Regions from separate parts of the Mus musculus genome. Here all the other regions are linked to region 2. The links are chromatin contacts, called in public ChIA-PET and promoter capture Hi-C maps. All regions are on one chromosome and are shown on one strand. Each heading gives the region's core, a stretch centred on a gene start, on an enhancer-like site or on the middle of the called end of the contact. The rest is flanking DNA. Distances are from core to core; before and after follow the strand shown.

The links. Promoter capture Hi-C pulls out the DNA fragments that hold promoters and counts their contacts. ChIA-PET counts read pairs in DNA pulled down with a chosen protein or histone mark.
Region 1: a contact with region 2 is called in an RNA polymerase II ChIA-PET map of memory CD8 T cells, with 11 read pairs. The contact joins the promoter of Klk8 here to the promoter of Zfp715 in region 2. A contact is called at or near these places in 13 of 39 promoter capture datasets (the 3T3-L1 cell line, 3T3-L1-derived adipocytes, the HPC-7 cell line and 8 more), 1 of 484 Hi-C or Micro-C datasets (CD4 T cells) and 1 of 115 datasets of contacts at active chromatin or transcription factors (memory CD8 T cells).
Region 3: a contact with region 2 is called in a promoter capture Hi-C map of pre-B cells. The contact joins the promoter of Zfp819 here to the promoter of Zfp715 in region 2. A contact is called at or near these places in 9 of 39 promoter capture datasets (3T3-L1-derived adipocytes, the C10 cell line, the HPC-7 cell line and 6 more), 1 of 484 Hi-C or Micro-C datasets (embryonic stem cells), 1 of 115 datasets of contacts at active chromatin or transcription factors (embryonic stem cells) and 1 of 9 other capture datasets (adipose tissue).
Region 4: a promoter capture Hi-C map of pre-B cells shows a contact between it and region 2. The contact joins the promoter of Klk11 here to the promoter of Zfp715 in region 2. A contact is called at or near these places in 12 of 39 promoter capture datasets (the 3T3-L1 cell line, 3T3-L1-derived adipocytes, the HPC-7 cell line and 8 more).

What each region holds. Positions count from the first base shown.
Region 1 is chr7:43,795,507-43,800,565 of GRCm38.p6, forward strand. It overlaps Klk8 (kallikrein related-peptidase 8), which reads left to right and starts at 2,071. Exons shown (of 5, transcript NM_008940.3): 1 at 2,071-2,626; 2 at 3,118-3,277; 3 at 3,559-3,821. The coding sequence starts at 2,557. Klk9 (kallikrein related-peptidase 9) reads left to right here. Exons shown (of 5, transcript NM_028660.3): 4 at 46-182; 5 at 485-1,250. The coding sequence ends at 637.
Region 2 is chr7:43,311,309-43,316,887 of GRCm38.p6, forward strand. Zfp715 (zinc finger protein 715) reads right to left here and starts at 1,992. Exons shown (of 5, transcript NM_027264.4): 1 at 1,796-1,992.
Region 3 is chr7:43,605,377-43,610,648 of GRCm38.p6, forward strand. It overlaps Zfp819 (zinc finger protein 819), which reads left to right and starts at 1,793. Exons shown (of 5, transcript NM_028913.3): 1 at 1,793-1,898; 2 at 4,410-4,602. The coding sequence starts at 4,531.
Region 4 is chr7:43,772,868-43,777,975 of GRCm38.p6, forward strand. Klk11 (kallikrein related-peptidase 11) reads left to right here and starts at 3,462. Exons shown (of 5, transcript NM_019974.2): 1 at 3,462-3,687; 2 at 4,014-4,170; 3 at 4,621-4,886. The coding sequence starts at 3,651. It overlaps Klk12 (kallikrein related-peptidase 12), which reads left to right. Exons shown (of 5, transcript NM_027097.1): 5 at 372-614. The coding sequence ends at 527.

The DNA.
Region 1 (5,059 bases), core at 821-3,320, 480 kb after region 2:
CTGCCTCAGATTCTGAGAACATCCTCCATCCTTCTCCCCCAACAGTACAGTATCCAATGACACTGCAGTGTGCCAACATTAGCATTCTGGACAACAAGCTCTGCCGCTGGGCATACCCGGGCCACATCTCTGAGAAGATGCTGTGCGCTGGCCTGTGGGAGGGTGGCCGAGGCTCTTGCCAGGTGAGCCATCCCCTGCAGGAGGGTGGAAGCACTTTTCTAGACCTCGGGGTAGGAGATGGCTGGAACCACAGACTCCAGGACCTAGGGATCCAGGCTGAGTACTAGGAGGTTCTGGGAGCCCAGGATGCTACATGGTGGGATGGGAGATGAGATCTGTGAGTTTTTATTCATGGAAATGAGGGAGGAGAGACTACAGACCAGGCCCTCCTGGGTGATGAATGGCAGAGGCTTTCTCAGGAGGAAGCTTCCGATGATTCTCATGAATAGACCCAGCTAACAGCTCTGTTCTTCACCATGCACAGGGTGACTCTGGGGGACCCCTGGTGTGCGAAGGAACCTTGGCAGGTATAGTGTCTGGAGGATCTGAGCCTTGTTCCAGACCCCGGAGACCCGCTGTCTACACTAACGTCTTTGACTACCTGGAGTGGATTGAAAGCACCATGGAAAAAAACTGAGTTCATGCTAAGATGGACAGACTGGAGAGGAAGACGGATGTAGAATGAGAGGATGCTGCAGGATTCCAGAGCCCCAGCTTCTCTGATGCGTGTCAAAGCACCCCCGCACGCCCCATGATGAAACTCCGCCCTCTCAGACTTCGGACCCTCAGACTTCACTCCTTAGTCTCCCCCGAAGACTCCTCCCACTTAGGTCATCTTCCCTCTTGGGGTCTGCTCCCAGGCAAAACAATTATAATAAAACCACGCCCCTTCAAAAAAAAAAAAAAAACCAACTGAGACACACCTCCTTTGCTCCTGGCCCATGCTACACCATTTTAATCACCATTCTCTGGAATAGCCCAACCCTCAGGATCACCGCCAAGAAATATCTTTCCCTAAATAGCTGCTGCAACCCTTCATATTTCACCCAATAGGATTTCTTCTCTGGACTCCATCCCATTTGTCCCCACTCCTAGTCACGCTAGGACTGCGCCTATTCTGCGCACGTGGACCTCAAACAGCTCTGGGTTCTGCTCCGAGTGTGTTTTGGGTCTGACTCTTGACATAGGATGATGGGAGCATTGATCTCTCTAGAGCCCCCAGGTGAATCAGAATAAACCATAGGAACGATCACTTCCTGTCGCCTGTAATGTGGGATACAGGGTGCGCACAGGTTGGGAGGAAAGGGTAAATGAACGAACCTGCTCCGGCCGAACCTCTGCAACCTTAACAACAAGCTTATTGCAGCACCTTGGGACTTCAGCCAGGGCTGGTCCCGCCGCCCTGGGAGGAAGGGGAAACCAGGTTACAGCGCCACCCTAACCTGCCTACCCAGATGCCCCGGGCTGGTTCCTGACCCGCCCTCAAAGTCCCCAACCAGAACACCGCCTTTCCCAATTTTCACAAAATTCAGTTTCAAGCCCATCCTTCATTAAGGACAGAGAACTTAATTCCAGCCCCCTGCTTCTTCAGACCCTGCAGAACACCCCAGTCCTTCTTCAGATTCAACCTCCACCCTCCAACTCCGAAGTCTAAATCAGAGCTCCTCCCTTAAATCCAGGGGTTCAGATGAGGTATTCAAACCCCAACTCACTTCCCTCGGACTCGGGGATTCAAGCTTTCACTTTTCTCCCTCAGACTCGGGTCCAGGCTTTGTTCCTTCTCTCTCAGACCAAGATATCCAAATACCAGCCCTCCTCCATCAGGCCCACGAGCCCAGGTTCCAGTTGCCTCCCTCCGACCCATCTCTTCCGTTCTACCCCGGGGGTCGGTGCACTGCCCCTCTAGTCCTCACCTCGGTTTCCGAGGCTCCAGTCCCTCCTCCTAAAGTCACTCCAGCCCGTGCCCCTCCTCGAGCGCTTGCGGGTTCAGCCGCACCGCAGCAAGGTGCGGGCAGAAGGCGGGGCCGTGGGCGGGGCTTCCTCGTTAAAAGGCTGCAAAATCTTGTACCCGACACACCGAAGGGAAGTCCGGGGGCCTCTTCCACCGAGTCCGAGTGACCCCGCCCCTTGCATTCTGGAAGGTGAGGCGCAGAGGTCCCCAGACACGGACCTCAGGCGCAGGGAGGTCCCCTTTCTCTGAGCCCAGGACCCTCCCACCCCCAGGCTCACATTCTTTCTCTCAGGATCTTCAAGCGGGTCTCTTAAGCTCCCTCTTCCCCAGGACGTTGGAGTCACAGCCTCAGATCTTTCTCTCCAATCTCACAAGTGGGCCAGAACTCCTTTATAATGTCTGGATCCCCAACAGCAAGCTCTCCCCCACACTAAAATTCGGGGATCTAGAGCTCTGCCCTAGCTTTCTCAGCCCCTAGCTCCATCCTCCAGCAAGACTCAAGACAGCTCCGGAAACACCTCCTTCCCCCAGTTCCCCAGACAACAAGATCTCAGGCTCCTCCCTCGGACTTCCTCTTAGTTCCACCCTCTTCCTCAGAGGCCACCATGGGACGCCCCCCACCCTGTGCAATCCAGCCGTGGATCCTTCTGCTTCTGTTCATGGGAGCGTGGGCAGGTGAGAGGAACAGGTCCCACCACCCAGGGCCTTCAGTGGGGTAGGGGTTACTGGACTCTGAGTGAGTTCCTTCTGACACGTGGGTGTGTGGGTGCCTGTGGTGGGCTTGGGGACCGGGGAGCTTTCTTGGTAGCGAGTAGAGATAGCAACTCAGTGGTGAGGAAGTGGGTTGAGTTTCCCATAGATGCATGGCTGCGGAAGAGATTCTTATTGCCTGTCAGACAAAGCTGAATTTGGTGTGGGGATGTCTAGAACTCGTGTAGACGTGCGTGGAAGCATGGTGAGGGCTGTGCCTAGTGTTGATTATTCTCAGGTCTCAGTGAACTTACATGTGGCCATGTTCCAATGGATGCTGGAAACTTATCTGTTGAAGGCATAAGAGACGGTCCGCAGAGGAACTGGCCTGTGTGTCCATTTGAACCCACAGTGGCTTTCCTGGCTGGGGCTCTGACATCGAGGGTGGCGACCCACCCTTCTCCTTCCTGATGCAGGGCTCACCAGAGCTCAGGGCTCCAAGATCCTGGAAGGTCGAGAGTGTATACCCCACTCCCAGCCTTGGCAGGCAGCCTTGTTCCAGGGCGAGAGACTGATCTGTGGGGGTGTCCTGGTTGGAGACAGATGGGTCCTCACGGCAGCCCACTGCAAAAAACAGTGAGTGAAGGGCTGGGCACATGTGGGTGGACCTGGAGGGAAGAGGCTCAGGGCTCTGTTTGAGGAAGAGGAGGAAGTTAAAACTTGGGTCTGAGGGAGGAGGGCTAAGGAGGACTGCTGGATCTGAGGCAGACAGGCTAGGGCCTGGACTCCTGGGCTTGGTGGAAGATGAATGGGTTCTGAGGGAGAAGGAGTGGAAAGAACCCCCAAGTACCCCCAACTTCCTTCTGGGTTCCAAGATCCACCCTCACTCCTCACCCCCTCCACCCCTCCTTGTGCAGGAAGTACTCCGTGCGTCTGGGTGATCATAGCCTCCAGAGCAGAGATCAGCCGGAGCAGGAGATCCAGGTGGCTCAGTCTATCCAGCATCCTTGCTACAACAACAGCAACCCAGAAGATCACAGTCACGATATAATGCTCATTCGACTGCAGAACTCAGCAAACCTCGGGGACAAGGTGAAGCCGGTCCAACTGGCCAATCTGTGTCCCAAAGTTGGCCAGAAGTGCATCATATCAGGCTGGGGCACTGTCACCAGCCCTCAAGGTAAAGAGCTGGGCCCCCTACCTAAGAGGGTGAAGAGAAGGCAATCACCCCAGTGGACCCCAAGCCATTGCAGACCTCATTCCCCAACATACCCTGACCTCCATACACCCTAAGAGAAGATAATGAAAGAGAAAAGTGAGCACATTAAGTGTTATGGGGAAGGGGAGGGGGACTGTAAGTAAAGTGCTTGCTTAGCAAGTGTGAGGGGCTTTGAGTTCAGATCCCCAGCAACCTTGTTAAAGCCAGCTGTGAGGTGGAGACAGGAGGGTTCCAGGGTTTGTCAGTCAACCATCGTAGCCTAATGATCCAGGTTCAATGACAGACCCCATCTCAATACATACATGTGGTGAAGCACGGGCACTTTGGGTTTTTTTAAATTATATCTATTTATTTGTGTATATGTGTATGTATGAGCACGTGCACATATGCATGCCCCAGAATACATGCAAAGGTCGGAGGACAGTCTGTAGGGATCAGTTGTTGCCTCCCACTCTTCTGCTCCTGGGGGCTAGAACCCAGGTTGTGAGCTTGGCAGCAAGCACCTTCAGACCCTGCTTTTTCCCACGCTCTAGGGCCCAGACCCGTCATCACCCAGCCTCCATGATCCAAGAGGGCCCAAACTCCTTTCTTATTCGTGAGCCAAACATTAGTCCCTTTGGGGTGTTGGCATGTCTAGAATGTTCCTCAGCTTGTAACTTCATAGTGAGAACAAGTGGGACTCAGCTCAGAAAAACAATGGGGCCCTCCAGGCATTGACCACGCCAGTCATCAGGTCCCTACACGTCTTGACTTCTACTGAGACAGTGTGGCTTGGAAATGCATACCGAGGCATGGATGGATCTTTTCATTAGCCCCCTGGGGAGCCACTTCCTGTCTCCCAGCCTTGCTTTCTCCAGTGACGTGCAGGGAGTCAGCATCCAACTGGTAATAAGCTCTAAGAGGGTTCTGCTTTCTTTAGTTTTCATTTCACTGTGTATGCATGTGTGTGTTTCACAGTGCATGGGTGGAGGTTGGGGACAACCTACGGGACTTAATTCTCTCCTTCCACCGTGATGTCCTAAGAATCAAAATCAGGCCAGCAGGCTTAAGGTTTGACTCACTGGGATATCTCTCAGAGAATCATCTGTTCTTCTTTTTTAGTTTTTTATTTTATTTTTTATGTGTATGAGTGTTTGTCTGCATGGATGTGTGTGTGTACTCGGTCCACGTAGTGCCTGAAGAGGCCAGAAGTTCTAAAA
Region 2 (5,579 bases), core at 742-3,241:
AGGTGTAGGCAGTGTAGAGGATACATAAAAGCCCTGCTCTTGTTATTAGTCTGGGTTCTAAAACAAACAACAAAAGAAAACAAACAAAAAATTAAAAAACCATCCATTAGGAAGGAAGGACACACTGCAGCACTCACATGTTAACTAGTAGAAAACCAATGTGCTAACTAACTTAGTCATTACAAAATGAGTACATAGGTGCTTATTGTAGGGATCCAGAATGCCATGCTAGGGAAGGCTCACTAAGCCCTCAGCACCTGCCTGAAAGGAAGTAAAATACTTACAAAAAATCAGTACGTTGCCAACTTAATTTTGATTGCATTTCAAACAAACTTTTTAGCTACACATATGCATTACTACTCTGCTTGATTTGCTCGTAGGTCACTAAATAGAAGAACAGGGGTACATATTCGAGCTGTTTTCATTCTAAGGAACACCCTGGCCACCATATCTATGCAGTCCCTTCTGTAGTCAGCATCTAAAAACAGCATTCCTGTTTCCTGTTGCACAAAGCGCTCAGGATGACAGCCAATTTTGATTGTAGCGTGAGTTTCTAGACATTTCCCCGTCTACACAGACACATTAAGAAAAACAGGCTTATCCAATCCTCACTCCCCCACTCCATGTCTGTCTGTGTGCCCCCTCCCCCGCTCCCATGTGTAAGTGTGTGTGTGTGTGTGTGTGTGTCTGTATTTGAGACAAGGTCTATTATTTAGCTCTGGCTATCCTGAACTTGCTATGTAGACCAGGCTAGCCTTTAACTTTCACTGCCTGGGCCCCATTAGTGCTGGGATTTAAAGATATGAGCTACTTACTCCTCTCAGACCAATACACAGTTTTTTAAGCACTCCAAATCAACACAAACATTAGGGTACAAATAAAACGGCCCAATATTATTTTGGTCAACTGCCAACCAGTGATCTTTAACGTCTGTATAGGATCCCAAAGACAGGCAAGCACTGATGCACATAATGTCCAAAGGATTCCCAAGTATGACTCTAATGTGCCCCAAAGAGTGAAAGTGTTTTTAATATTTGGGATCATTCCTTCAATAATGCTGGTCATCCAGAGGTAGGAACGAATTAGTTGGAAAAGGAGACCCAAAAGCAGCCCATAAAACAAGATTCCCTACTTTTACGGACCTTAGAAGAAATCTCTTGAGCTCAGCAGCCTAGATAACTAGGCAGCATGCAAAGCGTGGGACCCCCTCCCTCCCTCCCTCTCTCCCTCCCTCATCCGTGAGAGCCTGAGCACTCGCAGTTCCGACACCTGTGGTCTTGACACTTGCTACTTTGGTCAAGCCGACGGGATTTTCTTCACATAGTGCTAACCGGAATCAAGCCACAGTCACTGGCCACGCCAACACTAACGACCAGAGTCGCCCTCACAAGCATCCCACTCCCGCCCTAGGCTCCATCGCTGCCTCTGCTGACCCCTACGCCAATCACGGCTTGAGTGGGGCACAGGCCACCTCAAAGTCTTCGCCCTTAAGCTCCCGACTCCCACCCGGGGACCCGCTGCGTGCAGCGCCCACTCACTGAGTCCCGCCCCCTAATGGCCTCAGCTGACAACTTTCATGGACGACTGCGTGAAAACCCACAGGAGAGCACATTGGGAAGTGACAAAACACCCAAGATACGGGAAACCCTCGGGAACAGGGTGAAAGCGCACCACGCGACCCCCACCCCATCTGACGAGCCCCGGCAGCCGCCTCAGCCCAGTCCTTCAGCACAAACCAGCGCTCGGCACAGCACTGCGTCCTCCCACCCCCTGCGCCGCCGCCGCCGCCACTCACCTCACACTGCCCGGCCGAGAGCTCTGCACACGGCACGCCTGACGGCGACTTCCGCCCACGGAAGCCGAAGAGTCCCGGATGGAAAAGTTCCAAACCACCTCGCGGACCCGCCAGCGAAGTAACACTCGAATGACTACAACATTTAAGGTTTCACGGCCACTCTATTTCCGGTGTCTTTTAGATTTCCGGCAGGACATGTCCACGCCCAGTAGAATAATGCGCATGCCCACTAACACTTTTGACCCGAGTGTGCCTGCCAGCAGTCAGCATGGCAGACCGGGTGGTTCCAGTTTCCTTGGAAACTGTGGTGGCGGCGTGAGTGAGCTCCGGACGTTGGAGGCCACCATCCAGGAACTTTGATTCCATGTGGGCGGGCAGCTAAATGCAACGCCTTTGAGTGGAAGTCTGAAAGCTGTCTCCCATATGGTGTGACAGGCCTGGCAGGAATATGATAGTCTAAAGAGACATTCTGTGCCCCTTCCTCTACAGACTATTGAGACAATGGAACACAGAAATAGAAATTCCATGATGGGAGAAAGGATGTGCTGAAGCCAGGAGGCAGTCAGAGCAGGGACTTGTCACAGGAAAACAGATTTCACACCGTTCTGACAACTTCCTAGACCACTTTGCAGGACAGACTTCAGTCGGAGACAATGATAGCGAGGGGCCACAAACTAAGATTGCTTGGTAAGACTGCTTAGTTACATACCTCTTGCTTTCTATTTAAACCTAATTCTGCAGGGGAGAAGGGATGATATGATAGAGAGGTAGCTTAACAGGTAAGTGCCCAAACTGCTCTTAAGGGCTCAATTCCAGCACTCACACGTCAGCTCACAACTATCTGTAACTCCTGTTCCAAGCGGACGCTCTCTTCTGACCTCCAAAGACACCGAGCACACTAGTGGTACACAGACACTCGTGCAGATAAAACACCCATACACATAAAATAAAAATTTATATCTTGCCCAGTGGAGATGGTACACGTCTTTAGTCCCAACACTCTGTAGAGAGAGTCAGGCAGACCTCTGAGTTCAAGGCCAGCCTAGTCTATAGAGAAAGTTCCAGGACAGCCAGGAGAAATCCTGCCAAAAAAAAAAAAAAAAGAATTAAATCTTGATCAAGAAGTTGGCTCATACCTTTAATTCCAGTACTCTGGAGGCAGAGGAAGGCAGATCTCTGAGTCTGAGGCCAACCTGGGCTACATAACTGAATATAATCTCATAGCTCCCATTTTGCTATTGTGGAAAGATAAACTAGGCAAGATAGATCTCCATTGTTTTAAAATTGTATTTTCCTAAATTATGCAAGCTTTTGAGAAAGAAAAAAAAAAAAACCTTTAATGGGTTAACAGAAACTTTCGATTTCCAAGACAGAAAGCATCTGGGAATATCTAAAGACTTTTTTTTTAAGGTTTCTTTCTTTATTTTATGTATATGAGTATACTGTAGCTGTATTGATGGTTGTGAGCCACCATGTGGTTGCTGGGAGTTTGATTTTAGGACCTCTGCTCACTCTGGTTGACCTCCAGCTCCGCCCCTGCTCACTCCCACTTAAAGATTTATTTATTATTGTATGTAAGTACACTGTAGCTGTCTTCAGACACACCAAAAGAGGACGTCAGGTCTCATTACGGATGATTGTGAGCCACCATGTGGTTGCTGGAATTTGAACTCAGGACCTTCGGAAAAAGCAGTCAGTGCTCTTAACCGCTGAGCCATCTCTCCAGCCCAAGACTTTATTTATTTTATTTTTTTTAATTTTCTTAGGCTTGGTATAGTAATACTGGGCCTCTTGTTCCTAACCTCAAGGTGGATAAATTAAATACTTCTCCTTTATCTGTTTGTTTCCCTATTTGTCTCTTTAATTGGTCAGATTCCAACTTGGTTGGGCTTTCAGGACCCAGGCTATAACAATTGTCAGTGACTTATCTTTGGCACTCAGGCCTTCTGGTTTGTAGGCAAGCACTTTTACCCACTAGACAAACTCATTACCCACTTACCCACTTTCTCTTTCTTTCTTTGTCCCTCCCTCCTTCCTTTCCTTTCTTTCTTTCTTTCTTTCTTTCTTTCTGTTCCCATTTTCCAGTTTTTTCTTTTCTTTACTTTTTTTTTTTTTAAATGACAGGGCTTCTTTGTATTCTGGGCTGGACTTAAATTCTCCATTTATCTGTGTTGACCTCACAAGTGTTTCCATTACAGTCTTGTGTCACAGTAAGACCCCCTTTCGGGGACCCCTACTCTAGTCTCAGGAGTGAGAGAGCGCACCCAAAGAAACATGAGAATCCCTTCTGCTGTAAACACATGAGGCAGTTTAATGACGGAGCTCCGGACCGACATGCATCTCACACAGGAGATAACGGATGCCGGCCACAAGGCTCGAAAGCTAGGGGTTTTTATGGGATGAGGGGCTTAGGGGTGTGGAATTCAGCATAGCGACACACTATTGGCTTATTCAAACATCAGCAGAAAAATTACATGTACATGCAGATCAGGGAGTCAGAGTTCTGTGAGTTGGATGTTTATCAATGCTAGCAGACTCAGTTCAGATAGCCCTGTTATGTCCTCACATTCCTCTTTATCTTTATGGTCAAGCTGTTCCCAGGAATGTTTTAACATGCCCGGGTTTATTTTTCTTTATTCTCAGCCCCAGGCAGCCTCTAGGCTCACAAACAACCAGCAATTTCTGAGTACTTTATATGACTTACAGGTCTTAAAATTTCATCTTTCTTTCATCACCAATTCTGGCTGAAAGGAAATTTCTTTTTTCTTTCTTTTTTGGTTTTTTTTTCGAAACAGGGTTTCTCTGTGTAGCCCTGGCTGTCCTGGAACTCACTCTGTAGACCAGGCTGGCCTCGAACTCAGAAATGTGCCTGCCTCTGGCTCCCGAGTGCTGGGATTAAAGGTGTGCGCCACCACACCCAGCTGAAAGGAAATTTCTTGTACCTGACAATTTAGAATCACTTCATGGTCACCACTGAACAAAAGCTTATTCTCAAATGCATAAAGTTTTGTGGGTGGGTGTTGGTTACTGATGTTTTCATGTAGAAGACCACAGTGTGAGTCAGAGGAAAACAAGGAGGAGACTGGGAGAGCAGGTCAGAGACTAGCAATAGGCAGCTCTGTAGAATGGGTTGACAAACCATGACACAGGGCACTGTAACCAGTGCAGTTCTTCACCAGCGTGGAGAACATCAGCAAGATATTGTCAGCTTGTGGGTGCAGGCACAGGAGGCACACTCCTGCTGCCACCGTCAGGATCCCAAGGAGTTCCCCTAGAGACTTTTAGCGACATAAATTCAAGCCAAACAGGATCTATGGCTTCTGCATCAGAAAGCATTCCAGGACTAAAAGCAGAATTCAAATTTTTATTAAAGATATTTTCACAGATTTGTTTATGTGTATGAGTGTTTACTTGAACGTACAGATGTGCACAGTTGTGCTTGGTGCCCCTGGAGATCGGGAGAGGTGCTAGATCCCTGGAACTGGAGTTACATACGAATGGTTGAGAACTATGATGTGGGAACTAGAAATGAAGCCTAAGTCCTCTATAAAAACAAGTCCTCTTAAACATTAAGTCATAAATGGAAAGAAACTCAAAGCAATTTCACTAAAATCAGGAGCAAGACAACCTTATCCACTGTCTCCATACCTATTCAATACAATAACTGAAGTTTTAGCTTCAGCAGTAAGACAACTGAAAAAGATCAAAATAATACAAATTGGAAAGGAAGGAGTCAGAGTATTTTTATTGGCAGATGGTATAATACTATACATAAGTAGCCCTA
Region 3 (5,272 bases), core at 543-3,042, 290 kb after region 2:
TATTTCTGGAGGCTCACGAGATGGAAGGCACATTAAACAGAAGGGGTGGTTGTCGTTTTTCATTAGGCAGCAGTAGATTGACCTTACCCCCTCCCTGCTTTTCCACTTGGTAGCCCTGAGCCAAACTATGGGAACAAAGCCTCATTTGCCACAACTCATAAAACAGCAGATATAGTAATGCCTCTGGCATACAGCTGAAAAGAGTGTTTGGAAAATCGGGCGATAGCTAGCTGATTCTTAGTCATACTTATGACCTGCCAGGTAGGGGCTGAGGACTTGATGAGCCCCATTCTCCATCAGTTCCCAATGCCAGTGACCCACACCTGCATCCTCATTTTACTAACGGGACCTTACTTAATACTTTTCTGTTGCCAGAGTTTACAAGTGGGAGGAAGAGTTGGACGTTCCTGGGCTTTGTCTGTTTGGCAGTGTCTATATGGTGACCTTCACATAGGGCTTTCAGCTCATAGTGGGCAAATGTTGGGTGAGTGGTAATATGATCCTTGACTTTGCAGGGCTTTCTGATCTCTTTCAGACCCTTGAATCAGGCCAAGTCATTCACTCTGTAAATTGTCCCTGCATGTCGTCCCCACATGCTGCTGCTTGGCCTCTCCCTATCCTTGTTTTCCTCCTCGCCAGCCAGTTCAACACTGTTTCTATTATGCACTGGCCGTTGTAGCTGCTGTTATTGTTGTTTGTTTATTTCTGTTTTATTTCGTTTTTAAATTCTACCTGTAAGTGAGAATAGATACTTTTCCTCAGGGAAGCATGACATGTTCCAAGGATGTGTTAATCCTGAGATTCGTCAGAGAAAAACCAATTCCAGCTTTTGGGCCAAATTTAAAGCAAGCTTCATTAAATATTAAATACTGACACAAAAATGGACTTAGGTCAGAAACATTCCCTGAAATTTCCCAGTCTCCAGCCACGTGTTGCAGGCGTTTATAAGAACAAACCTATAGGCCATGTACTTTGCCATGAGAAGGTTGATATTTTCCAAGAACTACAATTCCCAAGTCCAGTGTGATGGCGCAGGTCTTTAATCCCAGAACAGGCGGATTTCTGAGTTCGAGGCCAGCCTAGTCTACAGAGAGAGTTTCAGGACAGCCAGGGATACACAGAGAAACCCTGTCTTGGGAAAAAAAAAAAAAAAAAACCAAAACAACAACAAAAAGAACTACAATTCCCAATATTCCAAGAAGTTACCGGTCCCTGGGTAGGTGGGGCTAACATTCATTTTTGGTTCGCAAGAAGGCTCATTTCAGATCTTTAATGTTCCATATGGCTTCACTTCCCATTTCCCAATAACTCTTCCTAGTTTTCAAGTTTTAGAAAACTAGAAGAAAAGTCTTAAGTCCGTGTGAAAACATGGAGAAATTTTTTTAGGAATATGCAATATAAATGTCTCTTAAATTCGTGACTAAGGAGCCTCAGACTTTTAGTCTGTGACATTCCACATGATCCATGGATGTACGGAAATGAAGTACTCTGATGATGACTTTCGCATAATTGAAATATGGACATAGCCATAACAATATGGGAGTGGCGCGTGGGTGGTGGTAGTGGCAGAGTGTACACCGTTATAATTATTGGCAAAGAGTATCTTCGCACGTGATGGTAGGCATGCGCAACACAACTTTAGTGCTTGCAAGCGATAGGGTATATGGGCAATACCGATTTCCGCCAGAAAAGTGGCTGAGGTGAAGTTCATTTTAAGTAGGTGTGTCCTAGAGCGTCCATTTCCGCTTAGATCGTCACGTGGTTAGTTGTTATCGTTACCAGGACGCCGCGGGAGTTTGGATTCTGAACACTGGGGAATCCTCAGCGTCCACCCGGCGTGCCGCGTGCAGAGCTCTCTGAAGTGGCTGCGCAGGAAGGATGCTGGCTGCTGAGCGCTGGTTTGTGTTGAGTGATGACTGAGGCAGCTGTAGGGGGGTGCCGGTGCGTAGCTGGGGTGGGCGTCCTGTGGGGGTCGGGAGAGCAGGGTCGAGGGTGGCGTTGGAGCCGGCTACTGTGAACCTGGGACTGGTGAGTCTGTGAGGGCGACCGTGCTGCTTGCATAACTGGGAGTGTTTGCTTTAGACCATGACTGGCTGGAGTCCGGATCAGACACTGGCATGTGAGAGGCGAAAAAGTGAGTAAAGATGGAAAATGAGTGTATTCGTGGTTTTGACTTACACTGGGGCTTCAGCATCCTTGGTCTGTCCAAGCCTAAGCAGTGTCAGAATTGATAGAAGGGATGGAACGATCTTCACAGCTCGTAGCTGTGGGCTCGAGCCCGCAGAACTGGGAGAGGAGCCTTTGTTCAGGTGCTGGGGACCCGATCTTTGGGCCATTTCCCTAATATTTCCCAAAGGGGAGCTGGTGCTGAGAAAGAAAAAACATTTGGAGCTTTCTAATTACCAGAATGAATATTGGAGTCCTTGAAGGTATGTGGGTGAGTCCGTGATGGCCATGGGACCCCTATGAACATGGCAAGGATGTGTGATGGGCAGTTGAGCAGGGTGGTGCTGTAAATAAGTTTTAGGGAAAGTGATTGGTCTTCTGCAGCCCCGACAGGTTGGCCATGGTCTAGTACTCCTATTGAAAAGACTAAGCTAGTCATGGTGAAAAGCAGAGAGGAGGGGGCAGTTCAAATTAGCCTCCTTGGGCAGTACCTAGCACCCTAGCCTCCTCTTTCTAGGATCCAGCCCGTACTACCTCCTATGGTAATCGGGAGGAGACGCCACACCCTGCCAGACAGCTTTGTTATGTAAACTTCTTGACAGGCAATTCTTGATCTCTTGAATCTCCATGACTGACTGGGGTTACTTCTTCTTCTGTGGCTAGTTTGAACTTTCTCAAGCAGAAGTCTAGACTAAAGAGGTTTACTTAAGTAGCCCAAGCTGGTCTCAAACTTGGCAGCCATCCTCCTGCTTCTGCTTCCTGAATGTGTGGTGTAGCTTGGGAGTTCCCAGAAATTTAAAGGTTTTTGTTGTTGTTGTGTTTGTTTTTGTTTGTTTGTTTGTTTGTTTTTTGTCTTTTGCTTAATTGGCCGAGTAGTCAGGGGACACAGTTATATGGGATCCTATCCTTCCGAGTTCCTTCTTCTGTTTTCTCAGCAAAACCCCCTGTGGTTTCACCTCTACATTTTATTTCCCTGTTTATTTTAAAGCTGGTAGATGTATGACCTTTGTCAAGTATGCAGATTGCTGTTGGGCGAACTTGGCTGTTAGTCATCTTCTACTCTGAATATTTAAGGGGTTGTTTTTGGGTGTGTGCGGTGGAATGGGAGATGGGCAGCAGACACTAGCAGTGGTCTATTTTATCTGTCTGTAGCTGGTGCTAAGCTGATTCAAGTCGTCTTTAGGGATGTATAGTGTGGCTCTAAGTAACCGAACCTTAATGTACTGGCTTTCCCTGGGTGCCTTTCGAGAACACATGCTGTTAGTTTTTGTTTTCAACTCTTCCTCATGTGATGTATGTGCCTGTTTGGCGAATGTGGGTGCATGTTGTGGCTCAACGCTTCAGGTCTTCCTGGAGCTTAATTGCAGGTGGTTGTGAGCCACTGGTGTGAGTGCTGGAATCACCTTTATTCAGACTTGTAAAATAGCAAACATAGACTCAGCATCTGCTAAAATGGGACATTTTTACAAACACACACACACACACACACACACACACACACACACACACACACACACACACGTTGGACAGGACAAAGGAAGGAGCAGCTGTTGTTAACTCTCCATAGAAAACAGCAGCTTAAACTATAAATGAGATGCTCGTAGTAGATTAGAACATCATTAAACAGAAAGAGGTTTTTTTTGGTTTTTCGAGGCAGGGTTTCTCCGTGTAGCCCTGGCTGTCCTGGAACTCACTCTGTAGACCAGGCGTGCCTCTGTCTACCAAGTGCTGGGACTAAAGGCCCAGCTCAGAAAGAGTATTCTTTTATGTATATTTTCTTTACTGCCAGGCAAATGCTAAGCAACATGTATCTTCCTTTGTTGCTTACTATCTTCTCTTCTTACAGTTAAAAGGTGAGGGAATCTCCTCTGAATTCTTCCTAACCATTAGTTCAAAATCATGGTCTTTTGTTTGTTTCCTGGATCTTTGTAAAAGTAAGAATTGAGCCGGGCAGTGGTGGCGCACGCCTTTAGTCCCAGCACTTGGGAGGCAGAGGCAGGCGGATCTTTGAGTTCAAGGCCAGCCTGGTCTACAGAGTGAGTTCCAGGACAGCCAGGGCTACACAGAAAACAAGCAAACAAACAAACAAAAAAGAAAGAGTTGGGCTTTTTCTTAACCATGTCTACTACTTATCAGTATGTCTATAATACCTGTCAGGTAGGGGCCCTCAAAACTTCATGTACAAATGTCCGCTGAGTGTCCCACAGTCATTGACTTTCCAGGACTTTCTGGTGTCTTCGTAGATTCCTGAGTCAGGCCAAGACATTCATGCTGCTGACTTTCTAGCACAACCAAGCTGAGTTCTGCCTGTCAGCTCTACCCAAAGGCTCCACATGCTCACCTGAATCCTGAGGGAATCCAGACATGGCTGCTGACATGAATTTCTGTCAGAAGCTCCAGAGACTGGGAACAGAGGAGCAGGACGGGCCGTGTGAGGTGAGGAGAGGCGACTTTGGTTCCATTTTTCCAGAACTAGAGTGGAGACATTGGAAGTATCAGATTGTGAGTTCCCTTCCTGGGATAGCCTTGATCCTCCAGCTAAGGGCGGAACTTGGACAGCGGAAATCCCAGCCTTTCTTTATCTTTTCATGACATGTTGTTCATTGTGCTGCTTCTTGGCTTTGGGTTTATCTCTCTGCCCATCTCTGACTCCCTGGGGAGTCCTGCTTCTGTTCAACCCAGGCAGAGAGGACTAGCCAGTTAAAGAAGTAGATGCGTCCAAGTTTAGCTTGCGGAACCAGACAGTATTTTGACTTACTTTTTTTTTTTTTTTTTTTGTGGTACAATTTTTTTTTTTAATTAGGTATTTTCCTCATTTATATTTCCAATGCTATCCCCAAAGTCCCCCATACCCTCCCACCCACCCACCCCCACTTTTTGGCCCTGGCGTTCCCTTGTACTGGGGCATATGAAATTTGCAAGTCCAATGGGCCTCTCTTTCCAGTGATGGCTGACTAGGCCATCTTTTTATACATATGCAGCTAGAGTCAAAAGCTCCGGGGTACTGGTTAGTTCATAATGTTGTTCCACCTATAGGGTTGCAGTTCCCTTTAGCTCCTTGGGTACTTCCTCTAGCTCCTCCATTGGGGGCCCTGTGATCCATCCA
Region 4 (5,108 bases), core at 2,212-4,711, 460 kb after region 2:
GATAAGAGGCAGGGACAAACAGGCAAGCAGTAGAGGGCATAGAAGTAGCCAGGACTGGGTATGCCTGGGCCCCTTCGCAGATACTCCAAGGCTTCCCCACCAAAAGATGCCACTCTATCATAGGGTCCAGAGACCAACCAATTACCTCAGAGCATTCTTCTGCTATAGACCAGCCCTCCTTCCTAGGGTTGGGCATGGAAGATTGCATTCTCTTCACTTATTGGCCAGAACCCCCAGTCAGGGCGGCATCTTCCTTCCTATTGGCTAGCTGTTAGCATGTTCTCCCGGTGGTGAGCTAGCTGTGCTCCTTTCTCCCAGGACCTGGCTTGGAGCCACTTTCTTTAAGTATAGATCTCATTTCTGTCTTTTAGGGTGACTCTGGAGGCCCCCTGGTGTGTGGAGGGGTTCTTCAAGGTCTGGTTTCCTGGGGATCTGTTGGGCCTTGTGGTCAAAAAGGTATTCCAGGAGTCTACACGAAGGTCTGCAAATACACGGACTGGATCAGAATAGTCATCAGGAATAACTAAGTGACTCCCTCAGCCTGCATGCAGCTCTGCTTAGGGACCGCTCTGACCCTCGGAGCACCAAGGTCTCCTCCCTCACCACTCCAGGCTCCCACCCTTGTGAGCTTAGAACCTCTTGAAACCTCGACTACACCCATGGCAGCGGAGAGGCAGCTGTACAACTGTCTGGAATAAAAGTTATACAACCAAGCGAAGGGGCTGCACCTGTCTGTTTATTCTCCAGTATAAGACTGGAGGAAACCCGAAAAGGTGGGAGTTATTGCTGGACTTGGTTGCATAGGTCTGTGATCTCAGCACTCTGAAGAGAGAGGCGAGGGGGATCAGGCGTTCCAGGCCATTCTGAGTTTTATGAGACCCTCTGACAAAAATAAACAGTCCACGAGTAATGGTGGAGGTCTTCAGTCCCAGCCCTTGGCAGGCTGCTCTCTGAGTTTGAGGCCAACCTTGTCTACAGAGCGAGGTCTAGACCAGCCAGAGCTACACAATGAGAATTTGTCTTAAAATCAAAGGTTTGGGCCTTACATTTATTATTGTTGTTGTTGTTGTTGTATATGGGTATTTTGCCTGCAAGTATGTCTTTGAGCCATATGCATGCAGTGCTCACTGAACCAGAAAAGGACACTGGATTTGAAGCCCCAGGGATTGAAGTTACACAGGGTTGTAAGCCACTGTGCGAGGACTGGGGATTGAACCAAAGTCCTCTAAAGAGAGTAGCCATTGCTCTTAACTGCTGAACCATGTCTCCAGCCCCAGCTTTGGCCTTCTCATGAACTGGATATAAATGGCCAGAGTGGGGGTGGTGTGCTATGCCTGACTGCGCTGTATAGCCATCTGTTCTGTCTGCTATGGGATGCCAGTATGTTTTATTGTTTCAGAGACAGTCCAAGGTGAGTCTAGAGATGAAACAACCCAGCTACAGTCGTTGGCTAGTCCCACCCCACTGGTCCTGTCTCCACATTCTCTTCAGAAGGCAGAAAAGAAGGCATTCTTGCTTAAAAAAATGCCTAAGAGGGGACCTAGTGTGCTGGGAACCTGGTGTGCTGACCCCAAAGCACAGGATGGTAGCCTTTTCCAACATCCCCTTGGCAGTTCATCCCCACTCCACCCCAAGGCAGGGCCGGCACCCCCATGTCACAGAGTAGAGAACTGAGCTTCCCTGGGGTGGAGTCACCTGTCCCACGTCACCTGGGTAGGAAGAGGCAGAGCCCGTAGGGTTTGAGGCCACAGTAGGCTGCTGGCAGAGCCTGGGCCTACCCCGCCTTGTCCCACATCTGACTAGGGAAGTAAGGCGAAGGAGGCCCATGGAAGAAAAATCTAAATGAAAACATAAGCTAGGAGAACTGAGGCTTCAAACCTGAAGCTATCTAATGAGGAGGCTGAAGAGTGACTGGAAATTATCTACAGAAACCAGTAAGTGCCGGAGGCCTGGGCAGTGAAGACCAGGGGGGCCGGGGAAGGGTCAGCAGAGAAAGGAGGCCCACATAGGAGCCCTGGGGCTCCTGGCACACCCGCTGAGGTTTCTCTCTCCTTTCTTGAGCCATGGCTGTCACAGGCCCTGACCTGCCTCCCCCACCGTCCTGTCCCTGCCCCTTCACCAGGCAAGCAGCCCCACCTCTATGACGCCCCAGATTCCCCCCTCTTTGGAAAGGAGAAGGGAGGGCCCAAAGGAGGCCAAGGGGCCCGCTGGGCCTAGGCTGTGAGAAGGGAGAGGCCCACAGGAGGAGAGAGAGCAATGGAGGCCTTAGAGAGGAGACAGAGACAGGCACAATGGGAGGCCTAGAAAGGGGTTGTAGGGACAAAAAGCTGTGACAAGAGGAAACAAGGATCCAAAGACAAGCAGGGACAGAAGCCTAGAGGCAGAGACCAAAATCACACACACAGAGGGGAGAGAGGGATGTGGGGGCCCGAGACTCTGAGACCTGCTGGAAAAAAAAAGGGTATACCTACAAGAAGAGGAGACCACAGGGAGAAGAGGGGCTCAGACAAGTGATATCTTGTCTCCCAGACCCCAAGGCTGCCTTGGGAGGGCCCACACACAGCTCTCTCCCAGGGCAATAAGGCAGGATTAGAAGCCCAGTCATCCCAGCGGCCCCCCTTCCGGAGGCCAAGCCCTCTGCCTGCCTGCCTGCCTGCCTTCTCCCCAGGTGCTCAGACCCAGCCTGCTGCAGTGTCAACCGCACCCTTTAGAGTTCCCATCCCCAGAGCCCAGGAATGAATCCAGGAGAGAAGGGAAGGTTCTCCCACCCCCACCCTCATCCCCACCCCCACCCCCACCCCCACCCATTCCAGAAGACTGCCATCCTAGAAGCTAGGCCTCTTCTGTCCCAGCATGCATTTTCCCCCTCTTGAAGATGTCCTTGGAAGATGGGGAGGGACTTGAAGCCACACTCTGCTTCCCTCTGTATCTCTCACCTCTAAACTGCTGCCCCCAAACTCAGTGACCTCCGTCCAGTCCGTCCCCTCAGGTGGCTTCGTCCTGCCCTTCTCTCCCACCCCCGCCAGCCAGGGCAGCTGTAGGCACCAGCTGTCCCTTAGCCAACCACACCCAGCCCAGTCCAGCTGTCCTTCACTGGAGTTCAGCAAGGTGGAGGGAGAGACTTCACTGGTTGTGGACAGACCTCACAGGTCCCTAATATTCTACATGTTGGGACATCAAAAATGAGGTCCTTACCCAGTAGTTAGCCCCTTCCCCCTTGTCTTCCCAGTTGTGGGGCTCCCAGTTGTGGAACAAGCCAGGTTCTCATGTAAAGAAAAAGAAAAATATTCTCTAAGATTTTCTCCCGGGGTCTTCCTTCTCCGAGCAGCTCAACCTGAGTGAGCCAGGAGCCTTGCCCAACAAAGCCCCTCCCAGCTGTTTTGTTGTTCTCAATATCCAGGAAGCTGCTAGCCTAGATCCAAGCCACTCTGGAAGCACAAGGCTTTTCTTACAGGCTTGGGGATTGGTGTGAGAACCAGGAGGTTCCCCTGGGGGAAGGAGGCAGGTAGTCAGAGAAGCAGAGAGACCCAACAGGTGAAGGAAAGAAGAAAACCCAAAAGCCAGCATTCTGATCGCCTCTTAAAGTGATTAGACCTCCCTCCTTGTCCCCAGGGGAACCTGGCGCCCGCCCTGCCCTACTCCAGGCCAGGATGATTCTCCGACTCATTGCACTTGCTCTGGTAACAGGTACGGTGGGGCTTAGAGGGAAGGGGGGCTCCCTATTCTACTTCTAAGGCCCCCCAGCTACAGTGACACCTGCTTGGAGATCACCCCCATGAAGTAGTCTGAGCTATACCAGGCATAATCAAGTGGGACTAAGAGGAGGAATGGGGGTGGGGGTTGGGTCCCCTCAAAATCTTAGGACAGCCACTAATGACCTGGAAGTATAGTCTTATGCCAGCACGTGACAGCTAAGAATGAGAACAGCTATTCTTTTGCTTACTTTCATTTCTGGGGTCTCTCTACCAGCCTACCCCCTCTTATGCTTGTACTTCATCTTTTGCCCCCTTCAGGGCACGTAGGGGGAGAGACGAGGATCATCAAGGGTTATGAGTGCAGGCCTCACTCACAGCCATGGCAGGTGGCCCTCTTTCAGAAGACACGGCTTCTCTGTGGGGCAACCCTCATCGCCCCCAAATGGCTCCTGACAGCAGCCCACTGCCGCAAGCCGTGGGTGCGGGGGCTGGGGCGGGGCTGGGCGGGGCTGGGAGGGGGCTGGAGATGGAGAGATGAATGGAGAGAGGGGCTGGGTCCAGAGAGAACGTGTGGGGGTGGCAGCAGTGGGTGGAGGGGTTGGGGATGGTGTGGTGTTAGCATGGATGATCAGACTGGAGAGGGTAAAGTAGCATTAGTGTGTATGACGGAGGCCTGGTTGGTATGAAGATAGAGGGTTTGGGGATGGAGTGGCATTAGTTTGTATGATGGGGATCTAGTTGAGTTGATGACAAAGGAATGAGGTGGTCTTAGAATAGATGATGGCCTTAGTCAGGATGAGGATGAAGGAGCGAGTGATGGTAGATGGGTCTGGGTGTTCACAAGGCACAATTCATCATCTCTCCCTCCCCACCCCTGCCCTGTCCCCCTACCTTTCTACCTCTGACCACATCTCTCCCACCTCAGCCATTACGTGATCCTCCTTGGAGAGCACAATCTAGAGAAGACAGACGGCTGTGAGCAGAGGCGGATGGCCACTGAGTCCTTCCCCCACCCCGACTTCAACAACAGCCTCCCCAACAAAGACCACCGGAATGACATAATGCTTGTGAAGATGTCGTCTCCCGTCTTCTTTACCCGAGCTGTGCAGCCACTCACCCTGTCCCCACACTGTGTCGCTGCAGGCACCAGCTGCCTCATTTCTGGATGGGGCACCACGTCCAGCCCCCAGTGTAGGGGCTCCTGAGGGAACCGTGATCCGGGTGGGAGATGGGGAAAGGAGACCAGATGAATCTTCAGAGAGAAAGATCAGAGTCACTCAAGAGGCATGGTGATCTGGAGCAGTCAGGAGAGGGATGAGCTAAAAGGAAGATGAGAAATTCTGAGGGACTCACTTTTGGGCCTCAAGACTGAGACAGGTGTGAGGCAGGTGTGAGACAGGTGTGAGGCAGGTG